2 separate regions of the Mus musculus genome follow, and region 1 is linked to region 2. The links are chromatin contacts, called in public promoter capture Hi-C maps. All regions are on one chromosome and are shown on one strand. Each heading gives the region's core, a stretch centred on a gene start, on an enhancer-like site or on the middle of the called end of the contact. The rest is flanking DNA. Distances are from core to core; before and after follow the strand shown. Region 1 overlaps Smg6 (Smg-6 homolog, nonsense mediated mRNA decay factor (C. elegans)). Region 2 overlaps Smg6 (Smg-6 homolog, nonsense mediated mRNA decay factor (C. elegans)).

The links. Capture Hi-C pulls out chosen DNA fragments and counts their contacts.
Region 1: a promoter capture Hi-C map of adipose tissue shows a contact between it and region 2. The contact joins two enhancer-like sites. A contact is called at or near these places in 1 of 15 datasets of contacts at CTCF or cohesin (the NIH/3T3 cell line), 22 of 484 Hi-C or Micro-C datasets (the 3T3-L1 cell line, the HPC-7 cell line, bone marrow-derived macrophages and 12 more), 10 of 115 datasets of contacts at active chromatin or transcription factors (the HPC-7 cell line, astrocytes, double positive thymocytes and 5 more) and 3 of 9 other capture datasets (adipose tissue, liver and pancreatic islet).

What each region holds. Positions count from the first base shown.
Region 1 is chr11:75,136,899-75,141,474 of GRCm38.p6, forward strand. Smg6 (Smg-6 homolog, nonsense mediated mRNA decay factor (C. elegans)) reads left to right here. Exons shown (of 19, transcript NM_001002764.2): 14 at 2,295-2,471. Among named protein-coding and RNA genes, the nearest start is that of Gm51907, 7.4 kb to the left of the region's middle. Within about 2 kb of position 2,938, at least 77 of the 459 cell types and tissues checked have an H3K27ac peak or open chromatin away from gene starts, as enhancers often do. A contact at or near this core is called in the NIH/3T3 cell line, adipose tissue, heart atrium and 1 more, where this site is marked.
Region 2 is chr11:74,990,679-74,995,397 of GRCm38.p6, forward strand. All of the region lies in intron 10 of Smg6 (Smg-6 homolog, nonsense mediated mRNA decay factor (C. elegans)), which reads left to right. Among named protein-coding and RNA genes, the nearest start is that of Srr, 67 kb to the left of the region's middle. Within about 2 kb of position 2,018, at least 76 of the 459 cell types and tissues checked have an H3K27ac peak or open chromatin away from gene starts, as enhancers often do. A contact at or near this core is called in the NIH/3T3 cell line, adipose tissue, heart atrium and 1 more, where this site is marked.

The DNA.
Region 1 (4,576 bases), core at 1,688-4,187, 150 kb after region 2:
CTGCCTTAATGACAACGGTGTTTCTTCCTACTTGTCCAAACATATAACCATGAGACACTGTCTTCTCCTGTGCAGGTTTCTGCTATAGATTGAACTGGGGCTCCTGTAGCCCTTTCACCATCCAGGTGTGCCAAGGACCATTGCAAAATCCTCTCTCCTCTCCTTACTCCTTTTCCTCCTCCCCCAACCCATTCAGTGGCAGCAGTCTCATGCCAAAAAGGAAAGTCCTGGATCCATTACATAATTCTCTATAGTGCGAGCAGTAGCTGGGGCATAAGGTCAGAGGTCATAGTAGGGTCAGGTGGCTGACACACACTGTAACGACAAGGTGGTTAAAATTAGACCACAGAGAGGAAACTGGCAGTCTTGTGGAAATGCAGAAGTTTCCTCTGCAAGTGAGAGACTGGGGATGCAGGGAGGCCACTGTGCGTGCTGCCTGCCAGGCTATTACTCATTTCAGCTCTGTTCTTTAATGCCTTTTAGCCCCTGCTTCTGTATTTCTAACCTTCCTCATCACATGCTTGAATACACAGGATGGAGCCAAGGCTACCTGTCCTTACCCCTTCAGAGATCCAGGAGCAGCCCCCTTAAGCTCTAGAGGCTCTAAGCCTCTTCAGGGAAGCCTCTTAGACGGTGGTGGTCAGATACTTAGCCTAATATTTTACCTTCCGGTGGCAATAGCCATAGGTAAGTACCATCTGGGCAGGGTAAAAGATGGCAGAGAATGAAATTGTGGCACAGATGTCTGGTATGTATGCACTCTCCCTGGCAGAGTGGTGACTCGTTGCACCTTGTCTTAGAAGACGTGGCTCATCCTGTACCACCTGTTGCTGTGGTCCTAGTGAGTTTCTCTCCACCTACCAGTCTTTTCCATGAGCCTGTAGTGTGTCACTTGATTCTTACAGCACCTTGCTAGGGAAATACAAGATGTGATCTTTGGCACTAGAGGGCTTGCCTTCTGCATGGAGGAGTTAGCTGTACAACAGTGGAATGATGAGCCCTGACAGTCCAGCGTCCACATCAGTCCTTCACCTGCCCTTCGCAGTCAGAAATGAGGCTGGAAAGTGGCTCTGAGGGTGATTGGGTAGGGCTAGAGATATGACTTACCAGGTAAGAACACTAGCTGCTCTTCCAGAAAACCCGGGTTCCATTCCCAGCATCCACAGCTCACAACCATCCGTAACTCCAGTTCCAGGGGATCTGATGATATGTTCTGGATTCCTTGTGTACCAGGCATATTGATGGTACACAAACATACATGCAGGCAAAACACCCATGCACATAAAATAAAAATTTACAATGAGTCTTGGTCATTTAACATGTCTTGGAATCACTGATGATTAAAGGGCTGTTCTGTGTCATATCTGGCCAATATGGTGTAGAAAATGTCCTCTGCTTCTTAGATGCACATCAAGCAGGGACCTCCTCGTTGACAACCATCCAGTCAATAGGCATGATAGGGCCCCAGAATCCAACGAATAAGAGAAGGGTACAGATAGCAAGGAAGAGGACAATGCACACATGGGCACAAATAGAGGTGACGGCATGCATATGTGGTCTTGTGGAGAGGATTCCAGTCTAGGTGACTGAGGACACATCATCTGAGACCCTGACAGACTTGACAGCTGATCAGGATAATACTTCATATAACAGCTAAATCAGCACTGTATATGTGCTGCTGTAGCAACATGGGAGCAACTAGTGTGAACTGTGGAGGGCAGAGCTTTGGTGAACTCACCTGCTCTGCCCCATCCTCTCAGCCTGATAATTTCCTGCCCATTCTCAGGTGAGGCAGGAACCATCCAGAGAAGTTCAGAATGACTTAGCTAAGATGAAACAGGCAAGAAAGCTTATCTTTCAGTCTGCAGACTGTCCTGGAGGGAGTCTGGGAACAGGGTGCCAGGGGTGCTAGAAAGCAGTACTTTGTGGTAGCCAACCTGCTGCCATGCATTCCTCGTCCTCTTACTTATATTCCAAACTTAGAAGAAATTATTTTCTGGGTTTTGTTTTTCATAATAGGACTTTAATAAAAGAAAAGTACAAGCCCTGAGGGCACCTGGCATTGGTCCTGAGGTGTCTGCTGCCCCAGGGATGACCTAAAGCAAGGCCTGGCGACTTCCTTCCTTCAGAAGACCTTGGTCTTTGCTTTCCTCCATACACTCTTGTTGCTCATACTACCTCCCTCCCCAGTAACTTTGACACAATTCTCATGTGCCCTGCAGCTAGCAATGTCTCTCGTCTTCATCCTCCCTCTCAGAAAATGCTGTTTTTCTTCTCTCCCTCTCGCCCTGTAGGTTATTGCAGCTGACTGCAAAAGGGTCACAGTGCTGAAGTATTTTCTGGAAGCCCTTTGTGGACAAGAAGAGCCTCTGCTGGCATTCAAGGGTGGAAAATATGTGTCAGTGGCACCCGTCCCAGACACCATGGGAAAGGAAATGGGAAGCCAAGAGGGAAAACAACTGGAAGATGAGGTACTATTCGGGAAGAGCCGCTATGGCAGAGGGAAAGCTCCCCTTCCCCCGTGCCCTGCTGCCCAGGCTGGAGCTTCCCCTTGAGATGATTTATAACCTCTCGCTTAGTTCAGTGTGTGTTGAGGTGACAGCAACCTCTCAAGAGTGCACTCTGCTGGTGCCCCTCCTGCCAGTCCACCCCAGTGCCTCCATCTACGAGTTCCAGATGCTTCTTTTTAATGTTGCATTGGAGGAAAGAGTTTAATAATATTCAGCTCTGGAGGCTTAGGAAAGAGAGTAGAGTGAGGGGTGTTAGGGTTCAGGCTAAGGATCAAGTTTATAGATGTGCGGAGCTCAGCACAGCACAGACCTGAACTCCAGCCTCCAGCTCACGTACAGGAAGAGCTGACATTGCTGGCCCCGTGTGGAAAATCACCCCTCCCCCAGCCTGCTCTCTCTCTCTTACTCCCTCCCTCCTGCACATCCTGATGTGATTAAGGAATTCTCCTCTTGTTTGTTTGCCCTTGATTGTTCCTGTAGCCCTTGCTTCACTCCAGTCTTTCTCTCTCCCTCCCTCCCTCCCTCCATTGCTCATGCCTGTGTGTATGTGTGTGTGTGTGTGTGTGTGTGTGTGTGTGTGTGTGTGTGTGTGTGTGTGAGAGAGAGAGAGAGAGAGAGAGAGACCGAGAGAGAGAGCGCGTATGTGTGCACGCCCATGTTCGCAAGCATGTTTGCCTGTGTACACATCCATGTATCCCTGCTGACCTCCTTAGCAGTTCCCCTGTTGTGCATCTATGTCTTTCTGGGATGATCTCTGATGATCATCTGTATGTGCCCAGTTTGTCAGTTGAAATGAACATTGCTGTCCACACCCCTGAGGCGCCTGTGGACTGAGCGTCATTGTGACTGTGTGGTAGAAATGGAGCATATGTACATATGGCAGCCTCCTTGCTGCTTTTCTGGGTGTGGGTAACTATCTGGGAGTATATACATGTCTCACTTTTGCCTGAAGGTTGGCTCTTTTCTTCTCTTTACTCCATAGTATTAAAGATGAGGGTCCTAGATAGAAAGAAACATAGGATGGAGGGAAGGGACGGAAGCAATTCTAGCCAGAGGCCAGGTCACCCATAGGCCAACACAGTCATTTGGCCCACAGCAGTCTCAAGCGCCCAGTGGAGCAGGGCGGGGTACAAGGATGAAATCAGCAACAGGCCAAGGAAGCCAGATGTCAGCTGGAAGCTGTCGTTTAGGATCTCAGGCAGTGATAGAGTGGCCACCTTTGGAACAGAGTCTTCAGAGAAGCAGTCTTGGCCTGGCTTCGTTAGGATAGCTGGAGAACTCCACCCCATGCCTGATGACACAGGACTCAGCTTCCAGGACAGAGGTGGTTCCAGGGCCATAGCTAAGCCCATGATTCCAGACTCTCTAGATGAAACCTGGGCAGAGAATAAAGGGAAAGAATGAGCTGTCAGCATGGGAGGAGACAGTGGAGTTACCAGAGCCATTGGGGTGTCCAACTTTAGCAAGCAGAACAGTGCTCCTGCAGCTCTAGACGGTGTGGGAAACAGGCCCATGATGTCTATACATCTCCTTTATCTCTCCCATACTAAAAGACTAAAAAAGTAGGCAGTGGAGGATGAGCAAAGCCAGCTCTCCAGCGTGGTTATAAGAGATGCCTCTGAACATCTAGGACTGGCAGCACAAGCATAGCTAGGCAAAGAGGTTGTCCTCCCACCCTAGAAGGGGTGGGCTACCTCTGGTGCCTGATCTGGTTGTACTCTCCTTCTGAGGCTTACTGACCAGGCAAAGGTTCGTGACCCACACCAGGCTGCCCACTTCTTCCTTTTCCCACGAGTCTCCTGGGTTCTTTTATGTTAGTGGTCCCTGGGAAATCCTACTTACCCTGTTCTGTGTAATTTCATAACCCTGCACTTCCTTGTTTGCTATGAGAGCTGAACAAACCTCAGACAAGCTTCTCTGACCCTCCTTTGACCTCAGTCCTGTTCACTCCAAACCAATGCTAACTAACTGTCCATCCCTGGTCAGAGCAGGCAAGGACACTCTTCCTCCGTGAGCCAACAAGCATCTTGTTGCACTTGCTCTTGTCCAGGCTAACCCTGTGAGCA
Region 2 (4,719 bases), core at 768-3,267:
GGACCCTGCCAGAGAGTAAGAACAGAGAATTGATGAGCTTTGGTGACTCAAATCTGGAAGCACAAAACCCACCAGGCCCAGAATCTGGCCAGTGTACTGGTATGCGTTCTGAAGTGTTTTTCTGAACACTTCTCCCCACACCCCCGTATGAGGCGGGAGGCCAGGAGGGAAGGGCAGATTGGCAGAATTTTAAAATGTTCTGATGACCATGCTGCATTTGAAGGATGTTTCTAGGATCCCTTCCCCTCCCTCTTCCTCACTTAGGTAAGGCTGATGTGGTTTGACTTGGTAGAAATATGTAGTCTGAGTGACATTATTTTGTGTTTCTTTACACCATGTTGCCAAGGAGTCATTCCAGAGCATCAACAGGGAATGTTTGCTCAGATTCTTATCTGCAGTGCCAGGAAGTAGGAATTGCCCCATGGAGACTGTGTCACAAAGCAGATGTAATGTCTCTGGACAGTGCCACTGGCTCTTCAGTTCACCTTTTCTCAGAAATTTCTCCTCTCACCTGCACTTGATCTGCTTCCCTTCCTGTCCATATTAGGATCTATGTTCAACTTGCTGCTGCTAGGGAACTTCCGTAATGAGTGAGCCTGCCGAACTTTCCCTATGGACAGGGCTTCTCTTGGGATTTGAGGAGCTTCTTAGCTGGTCTGCCTGGGTTTTCAATCATATCAGTCCTGGAAGACATTTCCTCATCAGGTTGACTTATACAGCATCCAAAATGTTCAGCAATGGGCAAGATACAGAGGCTTAGGAGCCTTCACAACTTAGCCAATTTTTTGCTGAGGTGGCTGTTTGCTGAGGTGGGGTTGCCAGAGGCCTGGAGCCTTAAGGGACAGCACTGATTTCTAAGGAGAAGGAAATAAATAAGTTTGTAAAATGCTGCCCTAGTGAGGCTGTGCAGTCCTAAAGGGAGGGAAATTTTGCTACCAAGAATGAAGCTCTCAGGGTGTGGTGGCACATGCCTTTAATTTTGGTCTACTTATCGAGTTCCTGACTAGCCAGAACTACATAGTAACACTGTCTGCTCAATGGGCTCTGTAAGTAGGGCCTCCAGTTGCCCCTGTATTCATTTTCTGCTTTCCTACCCAAGCCACCACTGCCGTGTGAGCTGGAGAGCTGGGACACACAGTTCAGCAACAACTGACATATGGTCTCTATAGATGTGAATATAAAGAACCTGGTTTCAACACTTTTGGTGGAAAGGAGTACCCTAGACTTTCATAGACCACCAGTGAGTCTTTTTCTTGTAGCTGTTAAGTAAAGGTTAAGAAAATAAGGGTGTTTGATATCAGTGGGAGGAACAGCCCTTGGGCCTGAGGGGGTTCGATATCCCAGTGTAGGGGAATGCCAGGGCGGAAAGGTGGGAGTTGGTGGGTGGGTAGGGGAGCACCCTTATAGAGGCAGGGGGGAGAGAGAATGGGATAGGAGATTTCTAGGGGGCAGGGGGAGACCTAGGAAGGGGGTAAAATTTGAAATATAAATAAAGAAAATATCCAATAAAAGAAAAAAAGAAAGAAAATATGGGTGAAAGGAAGATAAAGGATAGAGGACTCTTGCGTATTTGAGGCCAAGATACTTTTGTAGCACTTTTCTGTAGTTGGTCATGAGGTGGATCCTCTAGTCAGGAATGACAAGTAAAGGCCTATAGCCCCACTCCCTGTACTGCCCTTGCCCTGGCTCTCACCTCCATGAGGCAAGAGGAGCCTGAGCTGAGGTGGTCACAGGCTCCAAGGGTGGTTCAGGGAAAAACAACCCAGGCCACAGGATATAACACTCAACTGGGACACAGAGCTCTGCGGACGTGCTGCCAAGTACCCGGTGTGCAGCTGAGGCGGCCATCCAGACCCCACTGTGTGGGCTGCCATTGGGATAGGGGTGAACAGAGCACTCAGCAGGGCTGGTTGGTGGGAAGATGCACTTTTCCATTTCCCAGCACATGAGTCATCTTCTCTGGGCCCCTGTGCTGTGCTTGCACGGACAGTGGCAAGAAGGGGGTGTTGTGGCTGAGTAGCAGCATCTGTGCCGGGGGTGGAGAGAGAAGAGGGCTGGGGAGAGGGTAACGATTTAAGTCCTTCACTAATCAGCAGCACTTTGAATCACATTTTTATGAGTAAGGAAGTGATAAATCAAGCTCTGTGTGTTCAGCCCCCAAGTTCTGTCAGCTGGTGCCCTTCTAACGGGTTCTCTCCCATCTAGTCTGCAGGCTGTCACAGTCACCACCTAGCCACAGGACCCTGGCTGTCTGAAACCAGGAAGTAAGGCCTGACACAGCCTGGCCTCCCAGGTGCTTTGGGTCCACGGTGATTTGGCAGTCATTGCAAGTTACAGAACATCTGGACCATCATTTTTCTTTCCATTCCCTCTTGGATATGTCCTTCTGGGTGGGTGTTTACATATGTCAGTTCCTGGATTCTCTGGAGAAGAGCATTCCAGCCTGAAGCAGAGGTGATCTTGTAGCCCAGAAAGATGTTAGATCCTTTGTCCTTGTCAGAGCCATTTCCATAGATGTGGGGTCAGAATTATGATTTGGAGAGCAACAGAGCTTCCTTAAAAAGTGTGTTCTTTGCTGATGGCCCCCAGTCCTGCAGTACTATCATAGGTCATTCTTGTGTTTTGTGTTCCCTTTTCAAGAACTACCTTCTACTACAGTAGGCCAGGGTATACATAATGTGCTTGCTAACATTTTATGGTATTTACTTTTTAAATAAGCTTTTATTGTAGACTTGAAATATTTACAAGCTTTGGATATGGTAGGAGACAAAGTAGGGGGGCAAAACTGTGGTAGAGAGAATGGTGTCCTCCCCTGCATTAGGTTTTGGAGATACTAACTTCCTTGATCATGAGCCCTATGCAAGATCCTACCCCTGTGGTATTAGAGTCAGCTTGGAATCCTAGCACTCTCTACGAGATGATTGGAGACAGCTACATTTGAGGTCAGGATGGGATATTTGGGGGTCCTTAGGCTGGTATTCATTAGACACAGGTATTTATTGAATGCATGTATGTTGAATGCAAGAAGTTGAAGGCCATGGCTCTAGGAAAGCTGTGTGCCTTGCTTGGCTAATCTTCAAAGTTGGTAGCTAAATGGCTGGTTCCTCGAGTGATGTCACAATGTCTGTAGCATTCAGAGCCTAAAAGGAGAAAAGGCCTTCTTCCTGTATCTCAGTATTTAATACTTCAGTAGCCATTTGGGTAGCTGGTAAGAAGCTAAAAGGTAAATTGTTGAATTTAACCACAAGTACTTCAAGAACTTTAATTTAAAAAAAAAATGTAACTTAAGGAAATAAAACTAGTTTCTCGAGGACAAGTAACTGAAGCAACATTTGTGGTAGGGCATCATGGAAACCTCTTTGCATCCCCCATCTGTGCCCAATTTATTCCAATCTGGACTTCCACTCGGTGCCCCCACTCTTTTTAAAAATATGATTTATAATTTTTGAAATCAAAACCATCTCAGGCACACTGTTTTATTTTACTATATTATTGGATTATATTTCCTATAAATCACTGGATATTACTCATTGGCCACCATTGGAATAACTTCCCTTTTCTGTGCCCTGGCCTTTTCTTTTCCCTTCTCTATTTGTTCATAGAGTATGACTCCATTTCAGTCCTGCGGAAGAGCCCTAGTAGCAGCAAGAGGGCACCCAAGAGACACTTTGTGAGTGTGTGTGTGTTCATGTTGCTTGCTCTAAGGGAACATCTAGGAGTTAGAATTGGGCAGAGTCAGACTGGCTTTCATTTCATGATCCTTCATGTTTGCTTTTGGTTTGGTTTGGTTTCTGTTTTTTGAGACTGCATCTCATTCTGTAGCCCAGGCTTGTTTCAAGAAATACTCCTACACCACCTCCTGAGTACTAGGATGACAGGTATGGACCACTATACCTAGCATATACATACTTTATGTTATTAATATTCCCGAATTGCAGGAAATAGAGGAAGTGACACCTAGGTGTCTTGGGGGAATTGAGAACTACAGCTGTCTACCTGGCACTAACAGTTTAACCTATAGGCATGAGCTTCTTCATGCCATTAATAATATATGGGAGGTGACTATGGTTGAGAAGTTCTAAGACTTTTGGGAAGAACAATTTGTTCTCTCGTCCAAGTTACTTTTAAGTCTTTTACTCAAGCAGAATGTATGACGTGGCAGACCCTCTGCTTGACAGAACAGTTGTACAAAGGAAATCCACCTTTCATAAGGGCTAGACTTGGGGAGGCAGGCTGTTTAGCCAGACTCCTTTCCCTTGGCAACCTGAATATGGCTGTTGCTGAAGTTTCTGGAAAAGAAGAGTGACAGAAGTAGAGGGGTCAGGGACTCACCTTTTTTTCCAGTTCTGAGTTCCAGTGTCTCTCTTGTTTTCAGAATGAATCTACTGCTTTAGGCTGAGGAAAGAGAAACTGTAGTGAAAAGTTAAATGAGGAAGTTCAGTCATGCCAATAAAATTAAGCTTACTCTTAGCATCTCTATTAAGGAGATGCTCTTTGTTTACCTGAAGATAACAGTGTGTCTTAGTGCCCATAGCTGGTTGGTATCATGAAGAGTGCAATATCCCATTGGCAGACAAGATTATGCTAAGTCTGCATTTAGTTTAAGTTGCCATTTAATTCTCAATTTGGCATCTTTTTCTCTGCCAAAGACTTACACTAAAGGAGAAATACTGTTTAGGGAAATTTTGGAAGCAAGGTTTGCAGCCACCTTTTCCATTG